2 separate regions of the Mus musculus genome follow, and region 1 is linked to region 2. A link is a contact called in public promoter capture Hi-C data. All regions are on one chromosome and are shown on one strand. Each heading gives the region's core, a stretch centred on a gene start, on an enhancer-like site or on the middle of the called end of the contact. The rest is flanking DNA. Distances are from core to core; before and after follow the strand shown.

Region 1 (3,011 bases), core at 85-2,584, 830 kb after region 2:
TCCTTCATCCAGGGATACTCAGGCGGCTGCAGGGCGCCGGCAGGCACCGGGCTGCCGCGACTGCCCGCGGGGCTCGACTTGGGGCGGCCGCCAACGCCAGCGCCGTGGCGAGGGTGACTGCCCGGGTTCAGGCTGGGAATGGTCTGCTCAAAAGGAGGAGGAATCAGTGTCGAGTGTGAAAGCGTCGAGGTCTTGATTGATGAACTTTGAAATGTATCAGCGACAGGGGGAAAAGATGTCAGGCACTCAGCGAGCGACGGCTGGCTATTGATAAAACCAATCTCTCGCTCAAATTCGTAATTCATGGCCTTCTCCTTGGAGCCCCCTCGGAGGAAAAGTTCCCTCTTTTGGAGGGGCTTTGGGGGGGCAAGGCCCAGGAAAAAGGCGAGCGCGAAGGAAAAAAAAATCTATCATAGAAGATCGCTGCTGGGGTGTTTTTTTTCTAATTCACTGATTACAGCCGTATGGGGACCGCGCTACTATTAAACTATTGAATTCATGGAGACAAGGTTGAAATTGGACCGAATTGGCTGTCACATGATTGCTTCTGCCCAATGACAATTTGGGCTTTAATCAAAAGAAGCCACTGTCTGTTTGATTGATCCAAAAAAGTCAGAAAGGAACGCCTCATTGGGGGCCATCGAGGCTTTATTTACACTTTTTTTCAGGGCAAAAATACATATATGTGGGTGTGGATGGCAATGCCCCGGGAGTGCGTGGGGGGCGAGAGTGCCTGTTTGCCTCCTGATCTGCAAGGATCTAGTGTGCTCCCTGGAGTGTGTGTGTGAGTGTGTGCGTGTGAGCCCTGCTGCCGTCCCGCCAGTGGCTGCCCTCTGCCTCCCCCGCACACTCCGCGCATTGTTTGGGACTGTCGGGAAGACGCCTCGCACCTCACAAATCATTTAAGCACCTCAGCCTGACGCCTGCAGTCATTAACAAAGTAATCCATTAATCTTCAAAGTTTTGACACCCCAGGGCCCTGCATCTCAGCCACATAAGTTCTGCTAAGGCAAGAGAAAGGAGCAGAGTGGGAGAGAGAGAGGAGAGAGGGAGAGAGGGAGAGAGGGAGAGAGAGAGAGAGAGAGAGAGAGAGAGAGAGAGAGAGAGAGAGAATGAATATTGGGGTTCACCTTTCCTCTTCCTCCTCTTTTTCCAAAATCAGTTCTCAGAACCGATTCATATTCATTCTTCTCTCTCTCTCTCTCCCTCTCTCTCTCCCTCTCTCTCCTCGCTCCCTCCCTCTCTCCTCTCCTTTCTCCTTTCCTTTTTTCCTCTCTCCTTCCCCCACCCCACTCTATCCTGTCCCCTTCTCCTCCCCCCCAGCCTCTCGCCTCCTCTTAATGTCCAGCCCGGGACCTGCGCCCCTGGCCCATTGTTAGCCGGCTTTTCCACGGCAGCTTTGCATCTGACTCCTGCGGGCAGCGGAAAACGAGAGGCGGCTCTCGAAGCCTGCTGATCTTCCTTCGCCATCAACTTCTCAGGAGTGGCTGGAGAAAGATAGATGCATGTGCCAAGAGAGACAGCAGCCCCAGGTCCTTGTGTCCAAATCCCCGTAGCCTGGGCGGCGGCCAGCCAAAACAATGCCGTCCCGAGCAGGCTCGTGCGGCTCCTGGCACTCTGGGTTTCATACCCGTAGGGCTCGGGTGCGGTGAGTATTTCCGACTTCCAGGAAGAGTGCTGGAACTTGTCAGCAGGGAGGGAAAGGACTCTTGTTTCTTGGTCCCTCTTTCCCTCCTACTCTTCTTCGAGTCCTTGTCACTCTGGTTGGGGACTGGTTGGTTCAGATGAAGCGAGTATTTCTTGGCAGCCTGAATTGCCTCCCACACCATCCTGCTCTTGGGCACCAGGGAGAATCGCACCCTGGTTATGTTGTGGGAACAGCACTGCAGAGGAGAGGGCATCTCAAGGAGGAGTTATATCCTTCTACTTCTCCTTTCATTCTCTTTCCTCCAGTTCTGAGGCAGGACTTCGGACTGAGTGCTGGACAGGGCTGAAGGATTCAAAAGACAACACCTTTAGATACCAAGCAAGAACTTAAAATAAAAAAATCACCATACCAGAAGAGAGAGAGAGAGAGAGAGAGAGAGAGAGAGAGAGAGAGATCTAATGAAGGTACCTTCTCTCCCTCAAACCCTAAGGATGGATGGAGATTCTGGGGTTGGTTTTTTTTTTTTTTTTCCTTTGAAATGGACCAAGTGATCAGAATGCCCCAGGCCGGCAGGCATCAGTGGCAGGAAAATAAATCATTCTGATGGCCAAGGAGAGAAAGGTTGGTGGGGGAGAAAATACTATGCAGAAAACAAGAAAGGCTGACCAAGGAGCAAGGGCAGAACTCCATCTCTGAGGCTAGCTAGCAGTTAGGGGGTTTGGCTCTAAAGTGGTCTCCAGCCTTGACCAGCTCTGAGCATTACCTTGCAGATAGAGATGCTATTTTGGAAAATGTAAGGGTTTTTCCAGTTTTCTTGCTTTTATTCCAAACAAAGCTCTGAAGGAAGTCTGGGTGTGATCAATCTTGCTCACCAAAAGCCCTGACAGCTTCTGGCCCTTAAGAACACATCTCAGCTTCAAGCTTTTTCCAAGCTCAAATGTGGCCCAGCAAAGAGGAGGGCAGGAAACGCAAGTAAACAGGGAAATTTTGTCTTTTTAAAGATCGGGGTTTGGCCGTAGAGAGGGCTCTAAGGCTGCTTTCAGGGAAGGTGCTTTGCAGATGGAAGGGTGGTGGCTTTGGGCATTTGCTTTTACCAGAAAGCATTGAGAGACAGAGGAAAGTTAGAAAGCAGGGCTGCCCACAGCATTGGGCTTTGTCAGGCTGCGTGGGTGAAAAAGCTTTTTGCCTTCCTCAGCTGCCTTAATTCAAAAGCCATCTGGAAGAAAACCCTTTTCTGAGACTGCTCCAGCATTCAGATCTTTCCCCAATCTATTACTTTAATTCTGGAGATATTTTAATAACTATTTCTTTTTTAATATCCAGGAAGCTGAGCGTGAGGTGAATTTATTTTTTCTTTGAAAGC
Region 2 (2,997 bases), core at 337-2,836:
GCTCTGCCCCCCTGCAACAGTGCCAGCCTGGACTGTGAGGATACCGATGCCATGGTGCAGAGCAGGCTCCACACATGGGAGCCCACCAAAGTGGTGGTCCCACTGGGCTATGTGATTTGGACTTAAACTTCTCCTTTGATGAGACCTACCTATGATCTGTCAGCCGTGAAGTCTCGATGTTTCCGTCAGTCTCCTACCTTTTCTGCCTTTTCTTGCCCTAACAACCATGATGATCCGGTGACTCTCCTCGCTTCACTGAAAGCCCCAGAGGAGTCCAGTCAGTGGTGGGAACATCACAAGGACAAGCTGTGAAGCAATCTGGATTTGGCAAAACACAAGGATCCACTTAGCATCTGTCTTCTTGGCTTTCAAGTAAGATTTCAGGCTGGTTCTAAACGGTGACATTTGGCCTACAGAGGTAGTATGACAGGAAAAGCAGGAGAGGCTTTCGCCCGGATTGACTGGCGTGTTCCCAGCACTGTGGAGTGACCTCGAATCCTGCACACCATTTCTTTCCCACCGTGGATAAGAGGCCATTCTTTTTGCTCGTTCGCCTGTGGCCGCTGGTTGATGTCTAGCCAATGCAGCAGGACGCTTCCTTACTCCAGATGGGTCTGAGTCCAAGAAATGCAGTTCTGTGTTTATCCAGGCTCGGAGAGTTGAGGAAAAGCCCCGGAGCAAATGTACAGTTTCTATTTCCCCCGTGTCTGTGCAGAGACGGGATCTCTGATTTCTCAGCAGCAGGACAAGCCTGGGGCAAAACTCAGTTCTGTGCAGGAACCTGCTCTTCTAAACCTGAAAGACCTTACCATCCACCGCTCCATCCACCTTCCCTGTGGAGGTGTTCTTACTCCTTGTCCCATATGTCCCCTCTCCTGAATGTGACCTGAGTGGCCCTGGGAAAGCAAAATCATTCTTACTGTGACTTTATGTCAAATTTAACCTGGAGTTGGTGAGATGGCTCAGTGGGTATGGGAAATGACCGTCAAGCCTGTTGGGTGACCTGAGTCTGAGCCCCAGACCCCACGTGGTGGGAGGAAAAAGCCAACACCCACATGTTGTTCTCTGACCTCCACGCGTGCACACATGTGTGCATGAGCCCTCCTCCACCACACACAATAAATCAATGAAATGTAAGTTTTTAAAATGTAAGTTAAAAAAATCATCCACATCACCTTGATTAACAAAAAAGAAAAAAAAATCTGGAAGGCACAAAGATCACTTGATTACATCCAGGGCCAAAGAGTATGAACATTTACACAATTAGAGCTCTTCCTCAAGAACCTCCCATCCCAACGCCCACTTCTCGATGTTTATCAGAGGCTGTGGTGTGTGAGCCCGCCTCGGAGACTTCACTGCTGGGCTCATGTTGCACTTAGTGGTTGCTTCTTCAAGCCACCAAGTTTGAACTGGATAAAGAGTAATGACTCACAGACTAGGTTTTATTTAAGGGGATTGGGAAGGGGGTCTTGATTTTAAGTGCATGTTATGAGTTTGGGACCATTGTGGAAACAAATCTAATCACGGGTGAATGCTCAGTGTAGACATCCAGAATGGATTCCAGCTGTCAGGCTCCTGTTGTTGTTGGCTGGTCTTGTTCTGGGGGCGGGAGGAGCGGAGCCCACTATCCAAACTGTCCCCTTGGGACTAGGCTTCCCACAGCATTTGTTTTTTTTTAACATAGCAACAGATGCTCCTATGTTGAAAAGGGAGAGCTAAACACTGCCTTTGTTTCATTGTGTCAGGCAGTAGTTTAACACTAAGGCATTTTCAGCTCTGGTCTCTAACCTTGCTTACAGCAAGCAAGAAGTGGAAAGAAATGCCTTTGTGCTGTGAACAGCAGAATTTACATCAGCTCCGGAAGAAGGCACTAAGTTCCTTCTAACAAATGCAGGGATATTTTCTGCCCGGCTCCCTTCCCTTCCTACTCCCAGTACACATAGGTTTGTTTGTTTGTTTGCTTGCTTGCTTGCTTGTTGCTTGCTTGCTTGCTTGCTGTTTGTTTTGGCTGTTCTGTGTTTGCAGTTACTGCTCCCAGCTCCCATTGGTTAGTCAGATGTAGAAATGGAAATCTCAGGATCCCCATGGAGAGAGAGTGTCAGGTTCACACAGACACAAGACAGAGACCATGAATGATCCTGCTGTGCGTGTGTGTGTGTGTGTGTGTGTGTGTGTGTGTGTGTGTGTGTGTGTGTCTCAGGTGTCTTAAATCACCTTCAGTTTTACTTTTCGAGATGGGGTCTCTCAGGGAAACTGGAGCTCACCGTTGGGGTAGACTAACTAGAGCTCAAGCCCCTAAACCCTCCTCCTTCTGCCTTCCCAGCCCAGGGATTGCAGACATGCGTCACCACACACTGCTTCTTAAGTGGATGTCGGGGATCAGATCTCAGGTCCCCGAGCTTGCCCAGGAAGCTCTTTACCCGAGGAGCCATCTCCCCAGCTCCCTGCTTCTGTTATTAGTGTCTGAGTGGCCACTTCAGAGTCAGCGGTCTCTACAAACACTATGGATCTCCCAGCATGCCCCAGGCATGCTGCAAGCCAAAGTAAAGAGGCCTAGAGTGGTGACAGGGGACATCTGGAAGAGCCCCAGCCACACCCAAGGAGGGGAATCGGGTGAATTCAATATCTCTCACCACTCTTCCGTCTCCGAAATTACATTTGGGTTGCTTTCCCATTTGTGCACCCCTGAGATTGCAGAGGCCATAAATCATAAATGCCTTCAGAAGTCGGGAACCCTGGGAAGAAGACCTAAAGACCAAAGGGTGTGGTTGCAAAGGAGAGTACAGAGGGGAGACTTTTCTTCATCTTTAAATGTATATATTGGGAAGATGACTATGCAGTCTAGAGTGCTGGGCCAGCCACATGAGATAATGCATGGATTACACAGTACAGTATCCAGCACACTCCGTTCTCTCAGGCGGCTCTGTGGACAGAGGAGCAGTGGATGACAACATCAGCAGGCTGCTTACTCTCCAGTCCCTCTGTTTCTGCAGACTG

Evidence for each region. Promoter capture Hi-C pulls out the DNA fragments that hold promoters and counts their contacts.
Region 1: a promoter capture Hi-C map of the 3T3-L1 cell line shows a contact between it and region 2, with 3 times the contacts expected there. The contact joins the promoter of Hoxaas2 here to the enhancer-like site in region 2. A contact is called at or near these places in 5 of 39 promoter capture datasets (the 3T3-L1 cell line, the C10 cell line, the HPC-7 cell line and 2 more), 2 of 115 datasets of contacts at active chromatin or transcription factors (astrocytes and craniofacial prominence) and 1 of 9 other capture datasets (embryonic stem cells).

Annotation. Positions count from the first base shown.
Region 1 is chr6:52,164,340-52,167,350 of GRCm38.p6, forward strand. Hoxaas2 (Hoxa cluster antisense RNA 2) reads left to right here and starts at 1,335. Exons shown (of 3, transcript NR_131182.1): 1 at 1,335-1,648. Hoxa2 (homeobox A2) reads right to left here and starts at 492. Exons shown (of 2, transcript NM_010451.2): 1 at 1-492. The coding sequence starts at 305.
Region 2 is chr6:51,332,570-51,335,566 of GRCm38.p6, forward strand. No RefSeq gene overlaps it. Among named protein-coding and RNA genes, the nearest start is that of Gm32479, 25 kb to the left of the region's middle. Within about 2 kb of position 1,587, at least 66 of the 459 cell types and tissues checked have an H3K27ac peak or open chromatin away from gene starts, as enhancers often do. A contact at or near this core is called in craniofacial prominence, where this site is marked.